2 separate regions of the Mus musculus genome follow, and region 2 is linked to region 1. The links are chromatin contacts, called in public HiChIP or PLAC-seq maps. All regions are on one chromosome and are shown on one strand. The core of a region is the stretch at or near the end of the contact, and the rest is flanking DNA. Distances in the headings are between cores, read along the strand shown. Region 1 overlaps Lpcat3 (lysophosphatidylcholine acyltransferase 3). Region 2 overlaps Cd9 (CD9 antigen).

Region 1 (6,584 bases), core at 2,650-5,149:
CAGGCTTGAGCCCCAAGTGCTTACACGTGCTGAGCCCCCTTGCCAGCCCTTTTATTGTTACGAGTTAAAAGTAAAGCCAATTAAAACTATCAAACTAAGCTGCCGTAATTCTGTTTGACGGACTGCACAGCAAATCAATCACCTTGGCCAAACATCAAGACAGAATCTTTCTATTTAGCTCTGACAGGCCAGGAACTCTGTTTAACTCAAACTCTTAATCCTCCTGAGCCAGCTGCCCAGATGTCAGATTACAGTTGTATCCTGTCCAGACTTTGTCTCTCAGTTCTAACAAACACTGCAATGAAACCTCCCACGACACTCTGAATCGTAATTAAGACGGCAGGATGAGGCAGAGGGCTCCCAGAGTTGTGTCACTTAAGAGATATACATATACATGTGCACACACATGCACACATACGCACCATACACACACACAGATACACACCGGCTGCTCCTTTATGTCTGCCATATTCTGGGATGAGTTTTCAGCCCAGGCCATCCACGACATCCTTTCTCTTCTTGTGATGCTTGGGACTGAACCTGTGGTCCTGAGTGTGCTCCCCAGGTGTTCTAACAGCCTCAACCTCCCCAGTTTTTATTTTATTTATTTTTTTAAATTTTATTTATTTAATGTATGAGTGCTCTGCTGCATATACATCCGCCTGCCTGAAGAGGGCATCAGATCACATGGTTGTGAGCCACCATGTGGTTGCTGGGAATTGAACTCATGACCTCTGGAAGAGCAGCAGTGTTCTCAGCCACTGAACCATCTCACCAGACCCCAGTTTATATTATATATATGTGAACACTCTGTAGCTCTCTTCAGACACACCAGAAGAGGGCAGCAGATCCCATTACAGATGGTTGTGAGTCACCATGTGGTTGTTGGGAATTGAACTCAGGACCTCTGGAAGCGCAGTCAGTGCTCTTAACCGCTGAGCCATCTCTCCAGCCCCAGTTTTTGTTTTTTAAGCAGGGTCTTACTGTGTAGCCTTGGGTGTCCTGGAACTTACTTTGCTCACCTTAAACTCACAGAGAGTAAGTGTTGAGATTCGAGCCATGGGCCATCTGACGGCCAGCCCCACCTCCTTTTTTTTTTTTAAACAGGGGTGCTCATGAGAGAGACAGGAAAGAACAAACTGCACAGCATAGCTTTAAGTACAGCAGTTTTAGAGGCAGGCCCAGCCTCTGCGCCTCTCTCTATGGGACTGATTTGTTAGGTCCCCGCACCATCGGGCACTTATTTGTACCTTGACTTGAAGCTACTTATCTCAAGGCTGCCGGCTGCATGACTTGTTGGTTAGGAAGAAAGTGGTATCACTCAAAGGGAAACAGAGATTGGCTGCTGCAGTGGTATTGTTAGTGATATATAAAACCAGGAAGAGAGATAAAGAAACAGGCAGACCATAAAAAAGGCAGACAAAAGGCTGAATGCTGGCAAATGCCTATATTTAAGGGAGTGGAAGCCAAAGAGCCTGAGAGAACAAAGGCCCCAGAAAAACAAGGAGGCAAACCTACTACATCCAGGAGGAGAGATCATTTCAGATAGGGAAGAGCTCACTCACATCAGTTGTCATAGGTGCCATGGAGGTGGCTCCACGGGTGACCTGATGACCCGAATGGGATCCCTGTAAGCTCCATATGTGTGCTATGCCACCTGAATGCCACACATATCCATGTACAAAACAGATAGATAGACAGACAGAAGACAGATAGATAAAGTTATACAAACTGTCAAATATCACCAAAGGTAAAAGCCAATGCGGAAATTCAACCGTTACGGAGCCTCATGATAAGTTCTTGGCAGCTGGATGGGCGGGCACAGAGACAGGATCCGCTGGCCCTGAGGGTGGGGACAGGTAGAAAGGGAGACTACAAATGAAGTCCTTCAAGGACTTGCTACTGAGGAAACGAAACATTTTTTTCTCTTTGTTTTCTACATCAGGGTTTCTTTGGAACTCATGCTGTAGCCCAGGCTGGTCTTGAACTCTGAAATCCACCTGCCTCTGCATCCTGAGCACTGAGATTAAGGGAGTGCGCCACCACCGCCTGGCTGAAATGAAACTTTTCTAAGACAGAAGTTCCATATGTTTCATGGGAGAAGAAAAGTGGAGTAGAAAACAAGTACCCAACCACGGGAATGGTTTACTTTGAGAAAAGGGGACTTGGGGGCGGGGGGCACCCAACCTTTCCCTGCAGATGGGACGGGAGAACATCCAAGCCAAGGACACTCTCCTCCAGGGCAACAGGAGAAGACAGGGCAGGAGAGGCAGCAGTCTACTCCATAGAGCTACTCATCCAGAGCCCGCTTCTCTCTTGGAGAGAGGAACTTAAGATAGAAGCTGGCTATTTTCTCCTTTCCTTCCTTTCCTCTATAGAAGCTGATACCTCAGACAACGGAATCAAATATGGCTGCAGGCACATCTGCCAGTCTTCACAAAGTAGCCACCGGAAGGCAGAGCAATGTGGCTCATTTGTTGCTAGGCTATCTATCTATCTATCTATCTATCTATCTATCTATCTATCTATCTATCTATCTATCTATCTGTTCTCATGGAGCCCAGACTGGTCTAGAACTTACCATAGTGGCCAAACATGACGTTGAACTCCTGATTTTCCTGCCTCTATCTTCCAAAAGCTGGAATCCAAAGGCAGACAACACCACACTCAGCTTTTCTTTCTTTCTCCTTTCCTTTTTCCTTTCCCTTCTCTCTCCTTCCTTCCTTCCTTCCTTCCTTCCTTCCTTCCTTCCTTCCTTCGACAAGGTCTTACTATGGAGCCCTAGCTGACCTGGAACTGTTAGACCCCTTGCTAGTGCTTCCTGAGTTCTAGGAGTACCTCTTTATTTTATTTTATTTTATTTTATTTTATTTTATTTTATTTTATTTTAATAGTAGCAGTGTCTTCAATATGTAGCCTAGACTGGCCTCAAACTGTCAGCCATCCTATCTTTATTATGCTATGGATTCCTGAACTCATGATAAATATACATTCAGTCTTTTTTAAATAAAAAATGTTGGGGTAGGGATTAAAATAGGGTCTCTCCATGTAGCCCAGGCTGTCCTGGAACTCACTCTGTAGCCCAGGCTGTCCTGGAACTCAGGAATTCGCCTGCCTCTGCCTCCCAAGTGCTGGGACTAAAGGCGTGCGCCACCACGCCCGGCTAGCTTCTTCTTTTTTAAATAATCAGCCATTCTCCTGCGTTTGTCTCCTAAATGTTGGCATCAAAGGTGTGCACCACCACACGTGCACACATGCACAAATGCACAGATGGACGACATTCAGATATGATTTATTTTCAGTTTGCTTTTGTCAAATATTTTCATATGGTAATTTTAGCATTTTTTCTTTACTCTGAAGATTTGTCACTTAAAGTCTTTCATTTCCCCCTTCCATTCATTCACCAGCAATGGGAATTCCCCGTGTAAGAGACCTGATAGAAAAGGCAGACACACAAAATGAGGTGGGAAGGCCGGCCGGACCTGCTGAAGTGTCGAAATGAGTTACTGTTAAGTGCTCAGTGCTGGGCTTCATTACGGGTGCACTCTATAGCTGCAAGGCTTGTAGACCAGGGCCATTTAGGAGTGGTGTAGCTTATCTCTGAATCTGCTCAAGACAGATTCCTTTTGATGGTCTAGATTAAGCCTGCCTGGAAGTCTGGGCAGGGTGCCACCCCTAGCTTCTACACTCTGGTAACCTTGCATATCTTCAGCTGAGTCATAGATTCCTGGAACTGAAGAAACCTTAGAGATCAAATACTCAAAGCCTTCACTAGGCAGATAAGAAACTGAGCCCCAAAGGGGATGACTGGTGTGCTGAAGTTAACAGAGTGGGGCTCACATTAGTCTCCACTGCTCCTGACTCGGATCTACTCCTTTCGCCACTGGCCTTGGAACTTGGCAGTGTCCTGGGAGTGGTGTCATTAATAACTAAACTGTTCCTCTGTAAAGCTGCAGCTATGTTCTTGGTCTTTAGACAACAACCTAAATCCAGCTCTTGTTCAAATGCACATGCTCATGTATTTTTATGCTTAACTCCCTGTTTAAAAATGTTTAAAAAAATCTTCTTTTAGGGTGGATGAAGTGTGGGTGGCACGTGCCTGTAGTCCCAGCCAGCTGGGAATACGAATGGTTTGAACCCAGGAATTTAAGGTCAGCTTGGGCAACATATATAGTGAATCTTAAACTGGATGATTTCATTTTAATGCCGCACGTAAGCATCTCCCTGCACTCTATGTGTCTAATACTGGATACTGTATTCCTTCTCCACTCTACAGTAATGTCCTGCACCCTATGTGTCTAATACTGGACACTCTATTCCTCCTCTACTCTACAGTAAAGTCCTGGGCTTGAGTCTCTTTAGCATTTTGATAACAGTGAGAAGGGACTAAGGACAAATGTCCGGAAGTGACCAGGGATGGAGGGCAGAGGGAGATAGTCTTATTACTGCTATTTCGCAGTATCGGGGATCCCAACGAGGGCATAATCGGCCAGCAGCAAGCAAGTTAGTGGTAACTAAGCTACAGCTCTGGGCTGGAGGATTTGACAGTGACCTGTCTTATTCATTTTAGAGACAGGATCTTGGTATGTAGAGCACACTGGCTTGGAACTTATAAGCCAAGGCTATCCCTCAACTCAGAGTCCAGATCCTCCTGCCTCTCTAGTGCCAGGACTGTGGGATTACTGGTGTGAGCACCACACCTGGGGCTGTGGGACACCAGCAGATGAAGTGATGGACAGTGGAAAAAGAAAAGCATTTCTAAGAATTTTAAGAAGTATTTTTTAACACCAGAGATGGATAGTGTACATCTGTAAATTACAGATGTACAGAGGCAGGAGGACCAGATGTTTCAGGACAGCCTTTGACAACAGCCCCGGGGTACATGAGACCTGTTTTCCTCAATGTATCAAAACAGCTTAAACCCTGATTTTCCCAAAGCCCCGCCAAGAGTGTTTCTTTACTTGCTCCATTGAAGCCGAGTGCTTTTAGGAAGGCAGCCTTTCCACTTCAATGCTAATGGCTGATCTAGGAATGTGACGGCCTAACCAGTATCAACAAAAGCTGAATGAATGCTAGGACTGCTGAACGAGGAACTAGTGGACTCTGGAGTCAGGCTCTCCCAACACCAACTTCTTCTTTTTTTTTTTTTTTTTTTTTTTTTTGGTTTTTTGAGACAGGGTTTCTCTGTATAGCCCTGGCTGTCTTGGAACTCATTTTGTAGACCAGGCTGGCCTCGAACTCAGAAATCCACCTGCCTCTGCCTCCCGAGTGCTGGGATTAAAGGCGTGCGACAAGACGCCTGGCCCAACACCAACTTCTTACTATTATTATTAGTTCAGGGAAAGTCATCCTGAGTGTCCCCTCAGGAGCACATCCTAGCTAATCAGATGGCAAAAGCAATGCCAAGAACATGTCCTTGTGCCTGATATCCAGACCTTAGTATTCCCTACAGCTGTAACATACAAGGGGCGACACAACATCATCTCTCCATTTCAGTAGGGGAGCGACAACAGACATTCGGACTGATTTTGAGGCATCACTGACAGACCCTATCTGCATCCTAACAAAGGTAAATGTTCCACCTGGTGCTACTAATGGCATTTAATCACATTTTAATTTTCTGCAAATTACTACAGCATGTGGTAGTCAGATTATCTGGGCTCTGGAACTGGAGTGGTCCAGTCAAGATTCAGATCTACAGCCCGAGAAAGTCAAAGCTTTGTACCTTACCTTATCCATTTCTGAACTAGGGAAGGTGGCAGCCATCTTGCAGACCAGCCTGCTGACTAATAGCTGCAGAGATGGTTTGGTGAGTAAAGGCCCTTGCTGCACTAGCTTGACGGCCTAAGTGCAGTCTCCAGAACCTACATAAAGGTGGCGGGAGACCAGGCTCCACAAGATTGTCCTTTGACCTCACATGCCTGCTATGCATCCCCCCCCCCCCCCCAATAAAGAAAAAAAACCAGTGTTTACTGATTTCAGTTACTAAATGAAATTTTGCCATCAAGAATACTGAATGGAGAACTTCAGGACTAAACAAGTCCTAAGATTCATCCAGCATCCTGAGGGCTGTGGATGAGTCTTGCACAGACACAGACCCTCCAGCCTTTTATGGAGGGGATCCATGCTGGACACACGACCTGCCTGCTCATCACTCGACACTTGGCCACCACACAGGCAGATCCACATTAGTGTCTGCACATGGGAGTAATCTGTATGCATGTATGTATTTACTTAATGTATGTGAGTACACTGTAGCTGGCTTTAGACACACCAGAAGAGGGCATCAGATCCCATTACAGATGGTTGTGAGCCACCATGTGGGTGCTGGGAATTGAACTCAGGACCTTTGGAAGAGCAGTCAGTACTCTTAACCACTGAGCCATCTCTTCAGCCCGAGAGTAATTTTGTTTTACTCAGTCACGACCTCAAAGTGAGGGCAGGGATGCTAGCAACTCAGCCGTGCCAGAAAAGCCATGTGCTTCCTTTAGGTGCAAGGCTTGTTTTGTTATCCGTCTGTCTGTCTGCCTGAAGCTGTAGCTCTGGTTGGTCTAGAATGCACTATGTAGCCAAGGCTGTCTATA
Region 2 (6,584 bases), core at 1,938-4,437, 780 kb before region 1:
GAGGGGAGCCCGGCACACTCCGTGCCCCAGCACACGGGAGCTGTGAGCTCACTCCCTAAGGACCACAGGCAGATCTACGGGCAGGAACGGGTACCTTCTCAAGCTGATCTCCTGACCAAGGGCCCAATAGTCCCTGTGTCTTCCAAAAGAGTTCTGACTCCCTAGGCAGGCCTCCTTCCTGTTGACTGCTCCTGATCACCTGGTAGTTGTTCCCAGCATTCAGGACTCAGGCTAGCCTGGCAGTGGTGGTGGTGCACGCCTTTAATCCCAGCACTTGGGAGGCAGAGGCAGGTGGATTTCTGAGTTCGAGGCCAGCCTGGTCTACAAAGTGAGTTCCAGGACAGCCAGGGCTATACAGAGAAACCCTGTCTCGAAAAACCAAAAAAAAAAAAAAAACAGTACTCAGGCTAATTCTGTATATTTTTAGATTAGGAAAGAAAGATTTTCACTGGTGACCCTGGTGAACTGGGAAGAAACCACTCCCACGCCTGAGCCCCACCCTGGTGTAGTTCACTGGCTCCATCCCTGAAACCCCACAAGGTGCAGGGAATAGCTCCCATCTCACAGCCCAAGCTCTCGTCCCTAGAACATAAACCCTAGCTCCTTCTGGAATTCTCTGTACTCCATGGCAAGGAGGGCTCCCCTTGTAAGAAGTGACCTTTTGAGTCATATTAAGTTAAGGCTCAGAATGGCCCTGGTGAGCTGTTGGTAGGTAAGGAAACCGTGCAAGGAGACGGAGAGCCGTTACCACCTGAGTGGAGGAAGAGGAGCCAATTCCGGGAGCCTCCTGGGGTTCTAATTCTCCCGACTGTTACAGTGTCAAAGTGGTCTTCAGTGGTCCTCCCTACAGAGACCGAAGGATGATTGACAGCAGAGTCCAAGCCAGCAGGCATCCTCAACTTTGTCAGTACTAAGTCCCTTTGCTCTGGGCCCTGTTAGCATTTTAGGGTAGTGATTGTTGTTGTTGTTGATGATGATGATGATGATGATGATGATGATGATGATTTGGGGGAGGGAGGCTCCTGGAGACTGAATGCAGGCCCTGCAGCAGTCTAGGTACCCGCTCTGTCATTGAGCTGTATCCCGAGCCCTCTTTTTCCCTTAAGACTTTGAGACAGGCTCTCACTAAGCTGTTCAAGCTTGCCCTTGAATTTAGGTTGGCCTTGAACTTGTAGTCTCTCCTGCCTCAGCCTCTTGAGTGGTTAGTATTAAAGGCCTGTGCCATCAAGCTTTCTAAGGGTTCTGCTTCCAGGGCCAAGGGGCTACTGCCAAAGACTCTGAAACGTCAGGGAACTGGGTGGTACCTAGGTTTAGACCCTGCCTGGACAACCATTATATTTTGGGAAACTGTGAAGTTGTTGTCCCTGGGCAAAGGGCCAAGAAGGCTTTGCCCTCTGGGTCCTCTTTCCCATTGGACCGTGAGACCAGCCCTTTGTGAGAACCACAGTCCTCCCGACACATGTGCTAGAAGGACTGGTTATACCCACCCAGGCTGATTTCTCTGGCATGATAGGGTGGCCAACCTCAGACCTGCCAAAGTGTGTAGCTGACTTTTCAGGCAACCTTTTTTTTGTTCAGGTTTCCTGACGTGAGACCACAGCTCGTACAGTCAAGAAAGGGTGTGTAGTGAGGCAGAAATGCAAGACTTAGCAGAACAGCTGATACCTTCCTTACCCATAGAAGGGCTTTCTCTCCAGGTCAGCCCTGGTACATTCATCCTGTCAGCAGGACACAGTCCCAGGCTTACCAACATGTCAGACATGTCACAGAACTACATTTCCCAGCCCCGGGGCCCACAGCTCTTAACTTGGTGTCCTTCTAGAACCATGGCCAGAGTGAAGGAATTTAGGGGGTGTGGCCACAGGCCATGAGTGTCCATCCCAAGTGCTTGGGACATTCTGGGTATATGTCCTCAGTAAGGTGGCCTCCCTGCACTGGGTACGTCTGCCATGGAGGATTGTCCATTTCCCACCTGAATCCGGCACGGCAGACGTGGGACCCACACTTCTCTGAGGGTGCCATGCTCAGCATATACCAGTGACTCTTCTGAATGAGAGTAACCGGCCGTGGGAGGGAGAGAAGGCAGGAATGAGCTGGGGTGGGGGAGGGAGTAGAGTGGGGGCCAGGTGTTTGGGGATAATGAACCAAATGGTCGGCGGGAAATGCTTATGACTTAGATAGAGCTGGGCCTCCAGGGAAGGCTTTTGTGTCCTCGCTAGTCGGGGCTCAGAGCCCAATACACAGGTGGGACAGAGCACCCCACTTCCTGTGCAAAGGGCACCCTGACATATGCTACGCCACCCCATTTAAATAGACCTATAATGTCAGCCCAAGAGAAAAAAAAAAACTGTATAATAAACAGCCCTTAAGCAATTTAGCGTGGAGATCCTGATGAAGGCCCTCTGACGAATATATTTTTCCATGAGTCAGACAGAAAGCTAACATTCACTCCTTTTATAAAAGGGAACGCTTTGTCGTTTAACACTGCCAGCCCTTGCTAACAAGGGCCGGGTGTGGGGCTGTGAGCTGCCGCTTTCCCAAAAGGAAGCAAGAGACGGTTCTTTTCTAAAGCAGGCCAAGAGGTGGGGCGGAGCTCCGAGCTGGAGCTCAGAAGTGAAGACCAGCCTCACCGTCAGGAAGCCCTGGGTTTGAGCTCTATCTAGCCCTTCTTTACACATCTGTAAAGATACAATAGGAGGCTCGCATTGAGTCCATGACTCACTAGGGTTGGGAGACCAGCTTCCAGATGAGCCATTTCTATAGCTTACCTGCCAGGGTTGCTGTCTTCTTGCTCCTGACTAGAGAAGGCTAAACAGAGACACTTCCAGAGCTGCAGCTATCTGAACAAGAGTTAAAGCCAACAGACATTTAGTTTAAAATCTTTCTGGGGTTGATCTGTCATATGAACCAAGAGGCCCACTAGGGAAACATTCTCTCTCTGTGAGAACTGCCCCCTCCTTCAAGGCTCTTGGTTCCCAGGCTGCCCTGGCCTTACCAGGGTGTCCAAGCTCCCATACCGGGGTGTGGACTATATTTGTTTGCATTTGACTCTATCTCATGTTTTTATGTCTTGCCCTGATCCGACAGTCAGAAACCACGGCTGTACTTCTGCCACAGTCAGTGGTGTCCCCTTGGCAGCTGGCGTTCCTCCCCAGGGGCCGTGCACGGAACTGCACTGCCTCCCATGTTCAGGCCCCACTACGTTGGCTGGCCAGGGAGATGACTTGAGGACAAGCTGCGTTTGTCCCCTTGCCCAGTCTAGGCCAGGCATGCACAGAAACAATACCCATATTCATGCACTGTGGGGTTTTCCAGTAACCCCACGTGACTTCACGTCACAACGGCGATAGGAGGAGGCGAGAGAGGCACAAATGCCCACTGTGTGTGCTCTGCTCTGGGCTGCCTATGAGCATCAGCTGCAGGCCAATCTCACGGTCTCTGCCTGCAGAGTCCCGCCCTACGCTGGATGCTGCAGATGGGGGACGACGGTGAGGTCACTGTGGCACCTGCCAAAAGTCCTTGTCACGTAATGTGCTGTGTTCTGTGAGGAGGCATATCTCCCACTCTTGTTTTTTTCACCTATCTGAAGAAGTCTCTCTGACCCTAGTGGGAGAATAGGGAGAGAGTGTCAAGTACATAAAAATCACATGGGTTTTTGCAGTGGTTACCTAGGCCTTATAGTGTTGGGATTAATAACAGTTGCCGTGTGTGTGTGTGTGTGTGTGTGTGTGTGTGTGTGTGTGTGTGTGTTTGTGAATGTGTGTACTACCTCATTACACACGTCACAACAGTTCCAGGAGACTGCACTGTTGTCATCCCTCTTTCTGTGGTACTAAAGATTGAACCCGGTGCCTCTATGTGTGCCTCAAGCCCCCAGTCATTTAAATCTATGTATGCACATGTGGGAGCCAGAAGGAATGCTGGGTGTCTCTTGTGCTCTCCAGATCATTGAGGCCCAGTCTCTCACTGAACCTGAAGTTCTTTTTTTTCAGCTAAGCTGACCAGCCAGCCAGCTATCTCCTGGGATCTGACTGGCTCCACTTCCCAGGGCTGGCACACACGTATAACCTGGCTTTTTTTTTATGTGGGTGTGGGTTCTGGGATCTCAGACTTGGGTCATCATGGATGGGTGCATAGCAAACATTCTTAGTGAGCCATCTCTCAACCCCAATCACCCTGTGTTTTATTTTAAAAAACAAACAAGTTGCCATTTCTTCTTTTCTTTTTCTAAGACAGGGTTACTACGTACCCTGGCTGCCTTGGAACTCACTATGTAAAACAAGCTGACCAAGAACTCACAGAGATCCATCTGCCTCTGTGTATTGGGATTAAAGTTGTGTTAGCTGGCCATAGTGACTCACACATTTAATCTTAGCATTTGGGAGGCAGAGAGAGGCAGGTGGATCTCTGTGAGCTCTAGGACAGTCAGAGCCATATAGTGATACCCTTTCTATCTTGGAGGGAAAAAGAGGAAGGAAGGAAAAGAGAAAGTAAAGGGTATACTACCACACCTGGGAGAGGTGCACATCTTTTTTGGTTTTTCGAGACAGGGTTTCTCCATATCGCCCTGGCTGTCCTGGAACTCACTCTGTAGACCTGGCTTGGCCTCGAACTCAGGAATCTGCCTGCCTTTGCCTCCCGAGTGCTGGGATTAAAGGCATGTGCCACCACTGCCCAGCTGAGGTGTACATTTTTAAGCCCAGCACTTGGGAGGCAGAAGCAGGCAGCTCTGAGCTTCTGGCCAGGCCATTACACATGGTGTTTCAGGCCAGCCAGAGCTTACTTGAAGAGACAGTGTCTCACTATCTATCCACCCTAAAGCAATTTTTTTCATAAATACGTTTCTCTGGGATTACAGAACTGGCTTTCAAAGCTAAGCTTTCTGGGCTTTAAAGCTGGGGCTCCTGCCATGTCACTGTGCCCTTCCCAAGGTTGGCTAGAGCATGGTAGCAAGACGGGAGGTACTGGGGCTGAAGAAGTGGCCAGGGGCGAGAGTGTGTAGTGCTCATGCAGAGGACCCACGTTCAAGTCCCAGCACCGATGGGTTGGGTGCTCACAACTGCCTGTAACTCTAGCTCCAGGGGCTGTAACGCCCTCTTCTAGTCTCCAAGGGCAACTGCATTCATAAGCACCTACGTCAACAGAGACATACACATAATATAAAAAATACATTTTTTATTATTATGGGAGGCACTACAACCTCTCTCAGGACAGAAGGGGGCTTCACAAAGGTAGTCTCTGCTCAGCAGCTGTGGCTTCTCAAGAGTGTCACCGTAGGGTGGACTCTGGGCATAGCCTGGTGAGCTGGAATAAATGTAGCCAGGGCTATCCACTCTGGTTCCAGATCCAGGGATTTGCATTGTTTGGGTGTGGATAAGATTTTAAGAGTCTTTGCCCTCCCCTGCCTCCTCCCCAGTAACCACTCACATTGAAGACTTAGGCATGACGTCATCCGTTGTCACCTCAGCGTGATGAGTCCTTTCACCCTTAGTCTAGAGTAACTTCATTCCAACCATGAGATTTCCTAGGTGGGCTTAAGGGATTTCATGGCACTTAAAGAGAGAGTGTGTGTGTGTGTGTGTGTGTGTGTGTGTGTGTATGTGTGTGTGTGTGTGTGTGTGTAAGCAATGAGAGGCCTGCAAAGGCCAAGAGAGAGCATCAATCAGACCCTGGGAGCTGAAGTTACAGGCATTTGTGAGGTGCCTAGTCTAGGTATTGGGATCTCTGGTCCCCATGATTAAGCAACAAGTAGCAAGGACTCTTAACCACTGAGCCATCTCTCCAGCCCCACATTCACAGTCTAAATAAAAGACACTCAGCAGTTAGCAGCAGACAAGGCTCTTCTGATTTGATGCCCACTTCTGCGTCCTTTGCACTAGAACAAGGAACTTTGCCACTGTGGGCACTGGGTGCTAGGTAACTGGTGGCATGCAGAAAGAATTTCTGGGGGGATCGCATTCTCAAGCCCCAAACTGTAGTTTGAGAGGTCTCAGTAAGTTAGCTCAAGTGAGTTGTCCTGCTGGGAAGAAACATACAGACTGAGCCAGGGGTTGTCCCCTAAGCATCAAGGGTCTCTGTCCTTGGGTGCCTTCTAGGAAAGGGTCCGAGGATGAGGTAGAGTGTTGATGTGGTAGAGCAGAGTTGGGGGGCGGGGGGAGAGGGAGGGAGAGGAACCTGGAGCCAAGGTGAGGATGCTATTTTGTTAAGAAAATGTCTCTGTCCCTAGAATCGAGGCAGTCAACAAGGAGACAGGAGGCTCAGAGGAAGCCTGGGCCTGCACACTAATGTTTGCAACCTTGTGTCCTTTGCCTCTGTCCTCCCTCAGGAGTGTACATTCTGATTGGAGCCGGGGCCCTCATGATGCTGGTTGGTTTCCTGGGCTGCTGTGGAGCTGTACAAGAGTCCCAGTGCATGCTGGGATTGGTAAGTATTCCTTCTATAGAGTAGCTAGCCAGCCTTACCTTAATCCTTTCCCAAAATGTCACCAGGCATTTGCACAGAACAGGTAGAACCGGTGGAGTCAGGAAGGCTCCTGGGCCACTGGCTGTGTTCAGCCTCTCACCATCCTTACTTCAGGCCCAGTC

The links. HiChIP or PLAC-seq counts read pairs in DNA pulled down with a chosen protein or histone mark.
Region 2: a contact with region 1 is called in an HNF4G HiChIP or PLAC-seq map of pancreatic cancer cells. The contact joins two enhancer-like sites. A contact is called at or near these places in 2 of 115 datasets of contacts at active chromatin or transcription factors (microglia and pancreatic cancer cells).

What each region holds. Positions count from the first base shown.
Region 1 is chr6:124,680,971-124,687,554 of GRCm38.p6, reverse strand. The region is part of intron 1 of Lpcat3 (lysophosphatidylcholine acyltransferase 3); the gene reads right to left. Among named protein-coding and RNA genes, the nearest start is that of Lpcat3, 21 kb to the right of the region's middle. Within about 2 kb of position 3,899, at least 137 of the 459 cell types and tissues checked have an H3K27ac peak or open chromatin away from gene starts, as enhancers often do. A contact at or near this core is called in pancreatic cancer cells, where this site is marked.
Region 2 is chr6:125,464,229-125,470,812 of GRCm38.p6, reverse strand. It overlaps Cd9 (CD9 antigen), which reads left to right. Exons shown (of 8, transcript NM_007657.4): 3 at 6,326-6,423. Among named protein-coding and RNA genes, the nearest start is that of Gm28809, 7.3 kb to the left of the region's middle. Within about 2 kb of position 3,187, at least 175 of the 459 cell types and tissues checked have an H3K27ac peak or open chromatin away from gene starts, as enhancers often do. A contact at or near this core is called in pancreatic cancer cells, where this site is marked.